Regions from separate parts of the Mus musculus genome. Here all the other regions are linked to region 3. A link is a contact called in public HiChIP or PLAC-seq and promoter capture Hi-C data. All regions are on one chromosome and are shown on one strand. Each heading gives the region's core, a stretch centred on a gene start, on an enhancer-like site or on the middle of the called end of the contact. The rest is flanking DNA. Distances are from core to core; before and after follow the strand shown.

Evidence for each region. Promoter capture Hi-C pulls out the DNA fragments that hold promoters and counts their contacts. HiChIP or PLAC-seq counts read pairs in DNA pulled down with a chosen protein or histone mark.
Region 1: a promoter capture Hi-C map of erythroid cells shows a contact between it and region 3, with 12 times the contacts expected there. The contact joins the promoter of Stard3 here to the promoter of Rpl19 in region 3. A contact is called at or near these places in 2 of 39 promoter capture datasets (erythroid cells and pre-B cells), 1 of 15 datasets of contacts at CTCF or cohesin (embryonic stem cells), 4 of 484 Hi-C or Micro-C datasets (the N1E-115 cell line, cerebral cortex, embryonic stem cells and 1 more), 5 of 115 datasets of contacts at active chromatin or transcription factors (the SCID.adh cell line, embryonic stem cells, extraembryonic endoderm stem cells and 2 more) and 2 of 9 other capture datasets (adipose tissue and pancreatic islet).
Region 2: an HNF4G HiChIP or PLAC-seq map of pancreatic cancer cells shows a contact between it and region 3. The contact joins the promoter of Grb7 here to the promoter of Rpl19 in region 3. A contact is called at or near these places in 3 of 39 promoter capture datasets (hippocampal neurons, pre-B cells and stem cell-derived epiblast-like cells), 1 of 15 datasets of contacts at CTCF or cohesin (stem cell-derived epiblast-like cells), 1 of 484 Hi-C or Micro-C datasets (the Ba/F3 cell line), 5 of 115 datasets of contacts at active chromatin or transcription factors (embryonic stem cells, epiblast stem cells, memory CD8 T cells and 2 more) and 3 of 9 other capture datasets (embryonic stem cells, liver and pancreatic islet).

Annotation. Positions count from the first base shown.
Region 1 is chr11:98,355,825-98,359,997 of GRCm38.p6, forward strand. Stard3 (START domain containing 3) reads left to right here and starts at 2,544. Exons shown (of 15, transcript NM_021547.3): 1 at 2,544-2,684. It overlaps Ppp1r1b (protein phosphatase 1, regulatory inhibitor subunit 1B), which reads left to right. Exons shown (of 7, transcript NM_144828.2): 6 at 1,001-1,123; 7 at 1,209-1,972. The coding sequence ends at 1,246. It overlaps 1700003D09Rik (RIKEN cDNA 1700003D09 gene), which reads right to left and starts at 2,459. Exons shown (of 3, transcript NR_045477.1): 1 at 2,413-2,459.
Region 2 is chr11:98,444,680-98,449,001 of GRCm38.p6, forward strand. It overlaps Grb7 (growth factor receptor bound protein 7), which reads left to right and starts at 2,155. Exons shown (of 15, transcript NM_010346.2): 1 at 2,155-2,570. It also overlaps a transcript of Mien1 not described here.
Region 3 is chr11:98,023,678-98,028,250 of GRCm38.p6, forward strand. Rpl19 (ribosomal protein L19) reads left to right here and starts at 3,247. Exons shown (of 6, transcript NM_009078.2): 1 at 3,247-3,313; 2 at 4,146-4,252. The coding sequence starts at 3,309.

The DNA.
Region 1 (4,173 bases), core at 1,294-3,793, 330 kb after region 3:
CTGCTGTGCTGAAGGAGGCTGGCTGATTTGCCCTCTCCAGGACCCCTGAGAATGTCTTTTCCTTCCTAGGATAGGGTGGGAGAGTGCCCTCTAGTGTCCAGATGTAGAATTGACGATTTAAGAGCCAGTCTGGTCTGCACCTCTACTTTAACCGCAGCAGCCTGGAGATAAGGCGCCTAAAACCTACACAGGAAGCTGCAGAGCCAGAAAGAAATCCCCAGGAGATGCCCCAGCACTAGACAACTAGGCAGAATGACCTCACTCCCTCTCATGGTTGTGTCTTCCACTCCTGGCCACCAAAGGCTGTGCTTCATCTGTTTAGCCTGGTGCACATTAAACTTTTTGGACCTGTTTTTTTTTTTTTTTTTTTATGGGAATGACACACAGTCTCCCGCTCCCATTCAGCTCTTGGGCTCAGACAAAAAAGCCTTGGGTCTCCTTCTTGCATCTCTGGCTGTGAGGTGTCAGTGAGCTCCTTCTGAGCCCCCACCCCCACCTGAGAACAGATGGGAGATGAATGAAAGCGACTCCCTCAGGAAGGAGAAGGGGGCCCTGAGTCACATGACCGGACCCTCAAGGAACAACATCAATTTCCCGAATTCCGGAATAACTCTGGAGACCAGTTCTGGGCCTCTTGAGAGTATAGGATCTCATTCTGCAATCCAGGTTGGCCCGAATCTTAACAGTGCACCTCAATCTTAATCAATGACCTTGAATTCAAAGCAATCCTCCTGCTTCAGCCTCCTGATGGCTGCATTTTTAGTGTAAGCCTCCACACCCAGCTTCCCAGAAGGTATTATCTAAGGTAATCTACACCGATCTTCTTACATAATATTTCCTTTGGAAAAGTGCCCATGAACTAAGTTACAATCACGGGGACAGAAGTCCAGGCCAGTGTTCTGCCCGTTATGCAGCAATGGATGTCTCAGAAGCTCAACCTCAAGCCATCAGAGAGCACCAGAGGGGCACTCAGCCTATGTATGTATGCCCTCTCTTTCAGTGGGGCAGAAGCCTACTTGTGGCCGGGGTCTGGAGGGGCCCTGGGAGCGCCCACCTCCTCTGGATGAGCCCCAGAGAGATGGAAACTCTGAGGACCAAGTGGAAGGCAGAGCAACACTAAGTGGTGAGCTTTGGAGTGTGGGCTGGGGAGGTGGGTGGGAACCTCATGGGCCAAGCCTGGCCTTGAGTCCTCTTTATTTGTCTTTCAGAGCCTGGAGAGGAACCTCAGCATCCCAGCCCCCCCTGAGCCTGGCACATAAGCTCAGAGCCCTGTATCTCCCAGGAGGAAGTGTTCCCCAGAAACCCACTCTGTCCCCACCCTCCTTTGTACCCTGTCTTTCACCTGCTAGGGCTGCGGCTTCTGACTTTTAGAAGACTAAGGCTGGTCTCTGTTTGCTTTGGCTGAAGCCCAGAGTCCCCAATGCCTTTCCCTGCCAGTCATTCTTCTATTTACCCGGTGGGAGTAGGGAGGTGAGAGAGCCCACACTGGAAACCCCAGAAGGCCATAAACAACCATTTATTCTCCACAAGTCCCCTCCCTCTCCAGATTCTCTCCCCTGGGCACAGGAGACCCACAGGGCAGGTCCTAAGATCTGGGGAAAGGAGGTACTGAGAGCCTACAGGTGCCCTGAGATCTCCTCCTTCCCCTACCAGTGGTGGGCGTTGAGTCCCCAACCCTCTCATAGACTTCAACCAGGGCTCAGGTCTCACGCATTCTTTGCAGAGCCTCAACATGTCCCTCCCTTAGTATCCCATTCCTGCTGGGTGCCTGCAAGATGGACTGGCAGAGGCTGCTTGCTGCGTTTTGTTTGTGCTTTGGTGCCAGGAATGCACTTACTATCTGTCCTTAGGGGGCCACACAGTGGGGGGAGCCTGGTTCTCCTTGTCCTCCAGCAACTTGGTTCCCTTCCCCTTCTTCCCTTACTCTAGGCCTGAACCCCTCCTACGCTGTAATAAATCTTTGTAAATAATTGTCCTGAGACTCCTCTTTCAGGGGAGGGAGGAGAGACCGGGAAGTAATGGTATGTTCTGACAGGAAAAATGGTGGTTATCTTAGGGTCAGGATCTTGCCTCTCGTGTCCAGCCCTTCCCAGGAAGGAGCCTTTCCTGCAGGCTATACGCATGGCAGACATACTAGCTCCTGAGGGAGATGGCTAAAAGCCAGGGGAGAACAAAGGTCCTTTAAATATGTGTGATGGATGTGGTGCTGCGCGTCAGTAATCTCAGAACTTGGAAGGCTGAGTTCGTGGCCAACCTGAGAACGTCTCAAAAACGAAAAATGGATTTCTCCAAGGGACTTGTGCTCACAAATCGGCCCTCACACAGTTCCCCTTCACTCCACAGTGTCAGGCCTGTATGATCTAATAACCAAGACACCCTGGGGTTTTATCCCTTGCTCCTGCACGGTCTTACACAGTTTAACTTCGGTTGTGGCTCCGCTTCCGGACCTCGTCTCCGAGAGAGGGGCGGACCGGGGCGGAGCTTCAGGGTCACACGAATCCCGATTGGCTTTGGGGGCGGGCTCGGGGGGGCGGGTTGGCTTTGGGGGCGGGCTCGGGGGGGACGGGCTCAGCGGCGGAAGTAGCGCCGCCGGGAGCTCTCCTTCCGCTCTGAGGAGTTGCCAGGCCGTGGAGCGGGACTGCGGCTGAGGCAGGAAGAGTGGGGGCCGTGGTGACATGAAGCAGGTGGGTTGTGCGGCGGTCGCAGGCACCGGGCGGTGGTACAAGAGCTGTCTCTACCCGACGGATCCCGCTTTCCTGCCCGGTGTCCGTCTTTGGTTCGGTCCGACCCAGCCCACACCCCTCGCGCTCCGGGTTCCGCCCCCTTCCTCTCCACTCGCTGCTGCGCGCGCAGGGCTGGGGAGGGGGTGTCTTGGTCTTTACCCGAGAGGGTCCGGAGGACGTCTGCGGCCGCTTTCCTAAGCCTTCTTTATAGTAAGAGGAGAGGCAAGGAGTCGGTATCTAAGTATTATGGGGGACAGAATTGGGTGTGGGAAGGGGCCAGACTCAGGGAAAAACATACTAATCGGCTGCCTCTCTGCCACCCGCTGTTTCCCACAACTTCCGTTGGAAACATCCACGCATAGCTTCCCAACGATATCAGAAAGAAGGCTCTTTAAACTCTTCTCAGAAGTGCTTGCTACTGTTGGCTTTCATTCCTGACATACTTCCACCCTTTGACTCCCCAATATTTCCTGATTTTTCCTCTTACCTCTCTGACAAGAGGGCAGAAGAATCTCTTTACGTTCACGCTGGCCCAACCCGCCTCACTGTGCATTGATCCTGGATGGCCTCATCCACTGTTGTCGCATCAAGTTCACGTTCACTGAATATTCAGATGGACGATAGCAGCACATCCCCTTCCTGGGCTCCAAATTAGCTGCCTGTCAATTATGCCTATGGGATACCTTCACTTTGGGATGATCTCACAGGTTTCAAACGTGAGCTGATCTTTTCTCTGTAAATTTATCCTTCCACTCTTGTCTTATCCAGGAGAAAAACTCCGGAATTGCCTTAACATCTTTTAACCCTGTTTGCTCAGAGGTGCCAGTATAGCTAACTCCCTGAACCTTCTCTGTCACTACCCTTGTTGACGTGTCTCTGGACATTTCCAGCAGCTTGTGGTCCTAATTGCTTGCAGGCAAGTCTTCAGAATCTAGCTCTTGCAGACTTTTATATCACGAGTCTGGTTATGTCACTTGCTTGCTTCCCATTGCCTGTGGGGAAACGACTGTGTGCTTGTTTACTGTAAGATGTGCCTGGCTCACATAGGGTTCTTCGTGTATATAGCAGCACCTCTTTCCTCTCTGATCTGCTGGGCCTCCTCCTGATGTATCCTTCAGGAGTCCTGCTCAGAGAGCACCATCTCCACACTGCCCACCTCCATCTCAAAGGCTGGCCGCCCTGCCCATCTGTGTCCTCTGAACACTCTTAGTGTCATAGCTGACATATAGACCCATGCACCAGCCTGCTTGAGTTTTGATATTGTTTTGAGACCTTGATGAAGTCAGTATCTTCCTTTCCTCTTTTGGAAGATGGAGATAGTAATGTGCCTACCTTGTATAGATGTGAGAATGAATGAAGTACTGTGTAGTGTATGCATCAAGGGACCAGGCCTATGAGTGCCTAATGAACACACGTTAGTTAGCATGTCCTGTGTAAGAGCACTCTGGCT
Region 2 (4,322 bases), core at 905-3,404, 420 kb after region 3:
CCAAACTGCCTGTAACTCCAGCTGCAGGAGACCTGGCAAGTTCCTCTGCAGGAACCTACACACAGAGGCATGTGCACATAAATAAAAACAGAAGTCTTTGTAAAAGAAATGGAGGGCTGGAGAGATGTCTCAGTGGCTAAGAGCACTAACTGCTTTTTTTCAGAGGTCCTGAGTTCAATTCCCAGCAACCACATGGTGGCTCACAACCATCTGTAATGGGATCTGATGCCCTCTTCTGAGGTGTCTGAAGACAGCTACAGTGTACTCACATATTATAAAGATCCTTGAAAGGAAGGAAGGAAGGAAGGAAGGAAGAAAGAAAGAAAGAAAGAAAGAAAGAAAGAAAGAAAGAAAGAAAGAAAGAAAGAAAGAAATGGAGCCAGGCATGGTGGCACATGACTGTAATAATCCCACCACTAGAGAGGCAGGAGGCAGAGGCAGGCTGATCTCTGTGAGTTCGAGAGCATCTTTGTAGGCCAGCCTGGTCTACAAAACAAGTTCCAGGACAGCCAGGGCTGTTACAGGGAAAAACCCTATCTTGAAAAACAAAAGACAGACAGACAGACAGACAGGAAGGGAGGGAGGGAAGGGGGAGAGAGAGAGAGAGAGAGAGAGAGAGAGAGAGAGAATATCACTCATTCAGCTGGAGTCTGGCTTTCCTCCAGCTCAGCCTTCTACATAGTGATCTTTTTTCAGAGTGCAGCCCTGCACTCCTGGCAGGGTCTGGCTTCTGCCCACTCCTCCTGCCAGTCTGGACAAACAGGATGGATGGCTCTCAAACCTGGTTTGCAAAACAGCCACCTGAGGGCTTGTCAATATCTCACATTCCTGGGGCTCTGCCTCCTCAGTGCTTTGAGACTCTGGTAGCTGAGGAGGGGCCCACGGGTCTGCTCTTTCCAGAGCAGCTTAAGAGACTGTGTTCCCCCCTTTTAAGAGCTGCAGTGTTTTCCCTCCACCCCTCCCGTACCTGCAAGACCTGCCCAGACTACCTGATGGCCTCCGTTCCTGTCCACCCCCACTCTCTTCTGCATTCCCTCCCAGCAGCTGCTTCTCCACACTGGGGGTCCACCATGGCAGGTTAACCCCTCTGGTTCCCACTCACTGCCAGGTCCTCCCTGGCTTTGTTTTCATGGCCTTCCCTGCCTCCTGTGAGTCACTCACCTGGCAAACTTGTCACCTGTCATTTCTTATTTGTGTGACTCTTAAAGGTCAGTCTCCCCGACTGGGTTGCAGCCAGCAAAGGGCGGGTCTGTTTTTGTTGTTTTGCTCTGTATACCCAGCGCCAAGCACAGGTCTGCTAGGTTGGAAATGAGGAAATTGTCTCCTGCAATTTGTTCAAATTGCTTCCTGGCCCAAGCAACCTGCCCCTTCCTCACCTTTTTGCTTTGCTCTATTCATACTAGTCTGTCTGATGTCTGTCTGTCTGTCGTCACTCTGTTTTTGAAACAGGGCTTCTCTGTACAGTCCTCACTGTCCATGTAGACCATGCTGGCCTCGAACTCACAGAGATCCACCTGCCCCTGCCCCTAGAGAGCTGGGATTAAAAGGCACACACTTCCACGGTGGCTTTCCACATTAGTTTTTCAAGCGGAAAAGCTAAGGGAGGCTGTGCTTCCTCAGGGCAGACCCCTTATCGCCCCAGTGGCTTGTTTGTTTTCTTAACTCTTAGCCATAGGAAGCTGGGAGGTGGCCCGCTGCCTTTGATCTGGGGACTCTCAACCCCTCTTCCTGATCCTCCAATGTTTGCTGTGAGCTGAACCAGAAAGCTGGAGTAACTGCTGTAATAGAAGCCATCTGCATCAGGCCACAACGGTCACCAGAACTGTGGCCCCTCCCACTAGGCCACCTTGCCACTCTTAAACTTGAAACTAGGAAGGTGAGACCCTGGACTTGCCTCGGAAGAGAGGGTGCACCTTGGGTATTTTAGCAGGGCCAGGACAACAGCCTGGGCGGCTGGACTGTGGTTGGAGGTCAAAGGGCAGAGCACCTCTTCTGGCTTCCCTTTTAAGCCCAGTGCCCTTTGCCCTAGGGGGTGAGATCCGAGCTGAAGACGGCCCCCTAGCTTGACCAATGAACTGACCATCATTGGAATGGGACGAGTAGGAGTGGGCGGGACCATTCGCGTTTAACAAACAGCCTCCAAACTCCCCTTCCCATGTAGTCAGGATTCTAGATTTTTCTCTGTCCAGCCTGTTCTCTCCGGGGCACCTGCTCTCTCTCTCTCTCTCCCTCTCTCCTAGCACCTGCTGCTCAGTAGGAAGGGCAAGAGCAATTCGAGGCGGTGCATTGTGAGGAGTCTCCACCCCTCCTCCTGCGCTTCCTTCTCCAGGGAGCCTCTCAGGCTCCGCCCTTACCTGCCCGAGATAATTTTAGTTTCCCTGGGCCTGGAATCTGGATACGCAGGGCTCGCTCTATATTCTCCCGCCTCAACATTCCAAAGGCGGGATAGCCTTTCTACCATCTGTAGAGAAGAGAGAAAGGATTCGAAATCAAATCTAAGTGTCTGGGATCTCTAGACAGAGCCAGACTTTGGGCCGGGTGTCCGGCTCCTTCTGTTGGAGGTGCTCCAGGTAAGCCGACCGAGATCGGTCTTAGATAATCTGCTCCTACCCCCAGCCTCACCGAGGGCCCCAGGTTGTGCCTGCATCGAGCGGATCTGGCCTGCTGCCCAGTTAGATGGCCGGGAGGCTGCCACGCTCTCCCCCCTGACCGCCCTCTCTCGGCGAGGTCAGGCCAGAGGCGGGGGGTGGGGGTGGGGGTGGGGGAGAAGGGGGGTGGGTGATAGTTAAGGCCTGGAATCTTCCTCCCTAAACCGGTGGCCTCAGGCAGGTGAGCTATGGTCTGGGTAAAGGCGGAAGCGGGAACTTCATCTTGGGGGATGGGATGGGATGGGATGGGATGCAAGTTAGGTCTGGGTCCCTAAGGAAAGAGTCACACTCCTGATGCTCTCTGCGCTGCATTGTTTGTTTTGTTTGTTGCTTGGCATCACCAATCCTTCCCCTTCCTCATCTTGCTCCCTGAGACCCGAGGTAAGGTCTCTCCATCACCTGAAATCTTGACTTTCCGGCTAAAACTAGTTCTTACCCAACACCAGTTAGTAGGGGGTGCTAGATCCGGAGGTTGCCCTTCAATACCTTATTGAGCTCAGTTTACTACAATCTGGGGTTCCCATTCGGAGGGGAGTAAGGGAGAGCGACTCCCGCAATGGTTGGAACTGCATCTCTCCACGTTGTGGTCCCATCTCCGATACGGAAGCTCAGCAGGCTGCGGATCCCTCCTGGCTGCAAATGAGTGTGGACAAAGAAAGCTAGAGGGGTGGGTGTAGTGTGAAGGTCTGCAGTTCGGGGCCTGGAAAACAGTGTATGGCCGGGTATGTGGGCCTGCCTGAGGCTGAAGTTGGGGGAAAGACCTAGTTAGGTCTGGGTTTTCATGGTAGGATGGAGACAGAGTGCATCTGAGGGACAGCTGATAGTATTTTCAACCTTTTCTCCCTCTTTTCCCCCCAAGAATGCAATGCCTTCTGGGTCATGAGTCTGTCTAGCTTGGACTCTGCTCTCCCCCAATAGCGCGTGCTAATGTGTGTGTGTGTGTGTGTGTGTGTGTGTGTGTTTGTGTTCTCCCCGAAGGCAAACTAATGATTAACTCTACAGAGAACTCTAGCATTCTTCCCAAATTAAACATTAAAAGAGTTGTCCCGCCCGCTTTATTTCATTGGATGTTCCCACCCCCCCCCCAACCCCGGCGGAATGGGTGGAGCATCAACTTTGGGTCAACTCAGGGTTTCCTACCTCCCCACCTGCTCCCGGTACCCGGAAAGGTTAAGCCCCCCCCCCCCCCCACTTCCCTCCCCAAGTCCTGATGGGTGTTAGCTTCCTGTGCTGGTCCAGAGCCGGATCTCAGGCTGCCCAGGCCAGCAGCTCAGTGTCTGCCCCACGAACCCTTCGCCTCATCTTGGGAAGAGGAGATGGTGGCCTTGTTTGCAGTTGGCCCCAAACATTAGGCCTTGCCACTCGCCCCTGGGGCTTTCTAGGTGGGGCAAGATTCAGGAAGTAAACAAGGCAGCAGGGAGGGTAGGAGAGAGGGTGGGGCAGGAGCTGCTGGGGCTGGAGAGCCAGAGTTTGGAGTGGCCTAGCTGAGAGGACAAATTGGTTGGGGGACCAGTTTCTCCAACGGAACCTTTGCTTAGGCCCTAGTTTGAATGTTTTCCATCTTTTGGGCAGGCCCCACAGCAGGCTCCCCTGCCTCATCTCAAATTTTAGTTACTCTACCGTCCCCTAGAGCTGTCCATCTTAAGGGTGTGGTGGAGGGATCTGGAAGCTAAC
Region 3 (4,573 bases), core at 1,997-4,496:
ATGAGAGAACAGTAAGAGGCCCAGAAGCTGGGTCTGATGGTGTACAGCCATGTTGGGGGCTTGAGGCCAGCCTAGATCACATCATGAGTTTGAGGCCAGCCTTAGCTACATAGAGAGACCCTGTCACAAAACATGAATGAACAAGGAGGCTGGAGAAATGGCTCAGTGGTTAAGAGCACTAGCTATTTGCTCTTCCAGAGGTCCTGAGTTCAATTCCCAGCAACCACATGTTGGCTCACAACCGTTTGTAATGGCTTCTGATACCCTCTTCTGATGTGTCTGAAGACATCTACAGTAACTCATATAAATAAAATAAACCTTAAAAAAAAACATGAATGAACAAACAAAAAAAGTCCCACAACAAAAAAATGATGGCTGGGCTTCTGGGGGTGCTTAATGAGCAGCATGGGAGCCATCTGTGGCAAGAGGACCAGTTCTTCCTCCTCCATCCAGCTCAGAGAGCAGAGAGATAAGAAGATGAAGCCGGAGCCAGTCATGGTGGCGCACGCCTTTAATCCCAGCACTCGGGAGGCAGAGGCAGGCAGATTTCTGAGTTCCAGGCTAGCCTGGTCTACAAAGTGAGTTCCAGGACAGCCAGGACTATACAGAGAAACCCTGTCTCGAAAAACAAACAAACAAAAAAGATGAAGTCAGGCAGTGGTGGTGCACGCCTTTAATCCCAGCACTTGGGAGGCAGAGTGAGGACAGCCTGGTCTTCTACAAAGTGAGTTCCAGAACCAGGGCAGTCAGGGCTACACAGAGAAACCTTGTCTCGAAAAACAAGAAGAGGAAGAAGAAGAGGAAGAAGAAGAAGAAGAAGAAGAAGAAGAAGAAGAAGAAGAAGAAGAAGAAGAAGCAGCTTTGCCAACGTCCAGTGCCCTAAAATAAAGACTATTTTCTGCGTTTTGCTTGCCTAGAGCCTGTGTGCTGTTTGGATTCCTCACTGTGGATTCTGAGAAGTGATGTTCATTCTCTGATCACATCATCTGATAAGGACCCTGAGTAGTGAGGAAACCATGAACATTGCCAACACTGGCAGGGTTCCTGTCTGCACACTGAGGACAACAGAGCCTGGCAAGAGGCAGCAGCATGGGCCTCTCTAGCTAGGAATGACAGGAGGGCCTTTAACCTCAACATTCTAGAGGCAGGGGCAGCAGGCCTCTGTGAGTACAAGGTCAGCCTGTTTTACAGAGGACGTGCAGACTGGGTAAGGTCTACAGATCCTCCCACAAAAAGGAGGAGGAAGAAGAAGAGAAGGGAGAAGAAAGAAACCCAGTCTGTTTCATAAGTTGTAAAACAATGTAGATTTTTGTTTGTTTGTTTTATTTGATGATTGGAGACAGGGTTTCATTATGTAGCTCATCTGGCCCAGGCTGACCATGAACTTCCAGAGATCTGCCTCCTAAATGCTGGGCTTGGAGGCGTGCAGCACCACCAAGATGAGGATTTTTTATTTATTTATTTTTTGCTTGCTTGTTTGTTTTGTTGTTGTTTTGGGTTTTTGAGACGGGGTTTCTCTGTGTCGTCCTGGCTGTCCTGGAATTCACTCTGTAGACCAGGCTGGCCTTGAACTCAGAAATCCACCTGCCTCTGCCTCCCAAGTGCTGGGATTAAAGGCGTGCACCACCACCACTGCCTGGCCAAAATGAAGATTTTTTTAAAAGTTGACTATTTCTGAGATAGTGCATAAGTATGTTTCTTACCCTGGCTCTTTCCTTTTAACTCTCAGCTCATTTTACTGCTTAGAAAATTCAAAGAAGATAGCAACCAAGCACAGAGACGCAGACCTGTAAGTGCAATTCAAGCACTGGAGAGAAGGTAGAGGCAGGAAGATAGAGTTGAGGCCATCCTAGGCTACATAACAGGACCTTGTCTCAAAAACAAGCAGAGAAAAAGAAAGACTCTTGATTCAAGTAAGCAAGAGGACCAGAACCCTGATCTAGACCAGGCTGTTCTCAAACTCACAGAGATCCACCTGCCTTTGCCTCCTGAGTGCTGGTACATACTACAATACCCAGCTTGGGTCTAGGACTTTTAAAAAACAGGGTTATTTTTATTTATGTGCATATCCATGCATGCCATCATATCTGCTCTACCTCACTGTGCCAGCGCATGAGACTGGCACAGGGCACCAGGTAGCAAGGAGTTACTGACAGTTCTGAATGTTTACAGGCAGATATGGATGTTGGGAATCCAACTGCAATCCATTGCAAACGCACAAGCCTGTGCCATCTCTAGTCCCACTCCCTGGTTTTTGGGTTTGTTTTTTAATCGGGGCTCCCAATATCCGGGCTGGCCTTGAACTCCATATGTCGCTAAGGGTGGCCTTGAAATTCTGATCCTTCTGCCTCCCAAGTACTGGGGTCTTATTCTGTAGCCCAGATTGCCTGGACCACCTTAAATTTGGGTCCATATCATTTCCTGACAGGATTAAGGGAGTAAGCCAGCTGCTCCGCTCCGGAGCTCCAGATATTTGAACTTTTGGCCCCCAGAACATTCTCTTTGGGTTTTCAGTCAGAGGTCTCCAAAGCCATTCGTCCTTTTTTGTTCTGACAACCCTTCGTTTAGTCAATGTAGGGTCTCCTCACACGGACTTGCTACAGTGCAGATTGAGCCAAACGAGATTGGTTCCGCTTGCTTGTGCTAACGCCTTTTTTGTAATAGTAGATGCATATGATTTTCACAAGTGGATGACAGAAATACGAGGCTTAGGTTCAGACTACAATGGAGATTGAAATGGAAGCATCCAGAGATAGGGATCTGCGGGGGCACTGAGAAAAATCTCTTGGTTTTTGCCTGCGCGCGAGCTACTACTCTCTGGGAGCGAAAGCGGGGTAGTGTCCGCTGGCTCTCCGCCGTCCTTATTCTCTAACACTCCCTTCGCTCCTTTTCTCCCAGCTAATCTAGAAACCTTTCACAGACCGCTAGCCCTCCGCGAAGACCAGGCCGTCCAGGCCAAACCCTCCTCACGCCGCCTGCGCGACTTAGCGTGACTTCCGGCTACCCAGAGGACCACGTGACCAAACGCCCTCACTGCGCATGTGCGCCGCGGAGTCGGACTGAACCATTTTGCCCGACGAAAGGGGTAGGTCTTTTGTGTTTTACAGTTTAAAACTGATTCTCGATCTCCAGTATCTAGGATCACGATTTTTTAGGAAGAAAACAAATTAGTGTGAGATGAAATAAGGTGAAATAGCGTAGCGTAAATACAGACAATCATGGAGTGGGGCTTGGGCTCTCCCCTTCGCAGATAATGGGCGGAGCCTGCGGCCCACAAGCTCTTTCCTTTCGCTGCTGCGGCCGCAGCCATGAGGTGAGCGGGCCCGGCTCTCGGTTCTTGGCCGATGAGGTCGACGGGGCCGACGGGGCCGGCAAGGCTTGGCAGGGATCGGGGCCGGGACCCCGGATGGCAGAGGGGAGAGGGGAGGCGAGCGTGGTGCGGCCGCACCCGGAGCGCGGAGAGCGCGCACGGCCTGGGCCTAGGGAGGGTGGAACGCGGGACGCCGAGGCCCGAAGATCTCCCGCGGGCGCCGCTCTCTGCCTGTCACGCGTTGTGAGGCAGGGCGCGGGGAGAGCAGCGGCGACAGGGCCCTGAGTGGCTCCTCGGCTCGCCGGAGCCCAACAGACCCCTACCATGTAACGTGGGACAAGTCTCGGGCAAGGCCAGGCCTCCGAGTGCGGAGGATGAGGTGCCGGGTCGGCTTCCGCCCGAACGGCTGGACGAGGTTTATTAACGTGAAAAAGAGCCCAGAAAGCAAAGAGCCTCGCCTGTTCTGGGTAAACAGGCTGCGTCACAGTCGAGTCTGATCAATTCGTGTCTGATCCTTAACATTAAAGTCTTCACCGAGCCAAGTACCCGGAAGAGCTTAAGCACCCCTTCCCCCCACCCCAGATCTCAAATGGCTGGCCACTTTGGCCACGTTCATTGCCCAGGTCTTTCTTGGTTTGGATTTAAGGCCTTGCTTTGGAAATAGTTATTAGAGGACAGGAAGGGGTGGCAAAAATTTTAGGTCTAGGGGGTGTGTTTGCCCTTAATAGAAATGTATGCATACTGGTGTATATTTTAGAGGGAAGATTTTGCTTGGAGTGTTTGTTGTTGTTCAGATGTCGCTTCCAGGGCTTACTAGTGCTTTCTGTGTACCCAGTATGCTCAGGCTACAGAAGAGGCTTGCCTCTAGTGTCCTCCGCTGCGGGAAAAAGAAGGTCTGGTTGGATCCCAATGAGACCAATGAAATCGCCAATGCCAACTCCCGTGAGTATGATCTGTCACCCTCACTCACTATCTACCTATAAGGAGATAAGTATGTATGTCTTATACATATATCATTGTATATAGAAATAGTTTATAGGGTGCAACCATCTCGTGTTACATTAATAATTTATGAGTAAAGTGAGTATTTTATGTCCCGTGGAAGTTTTTGATATTTAAAGACTGGAGGATGTTGGATGAGGTTTCAAGACAGAAGCAAGCCTTGTTAGTATCAGACCAAGTACTTTGTTAAACTGCATTTCAGATACACCAATATGCTATGAAATATTTACGAGGTAAATGTTCTTTTTAAAATAAGTATTC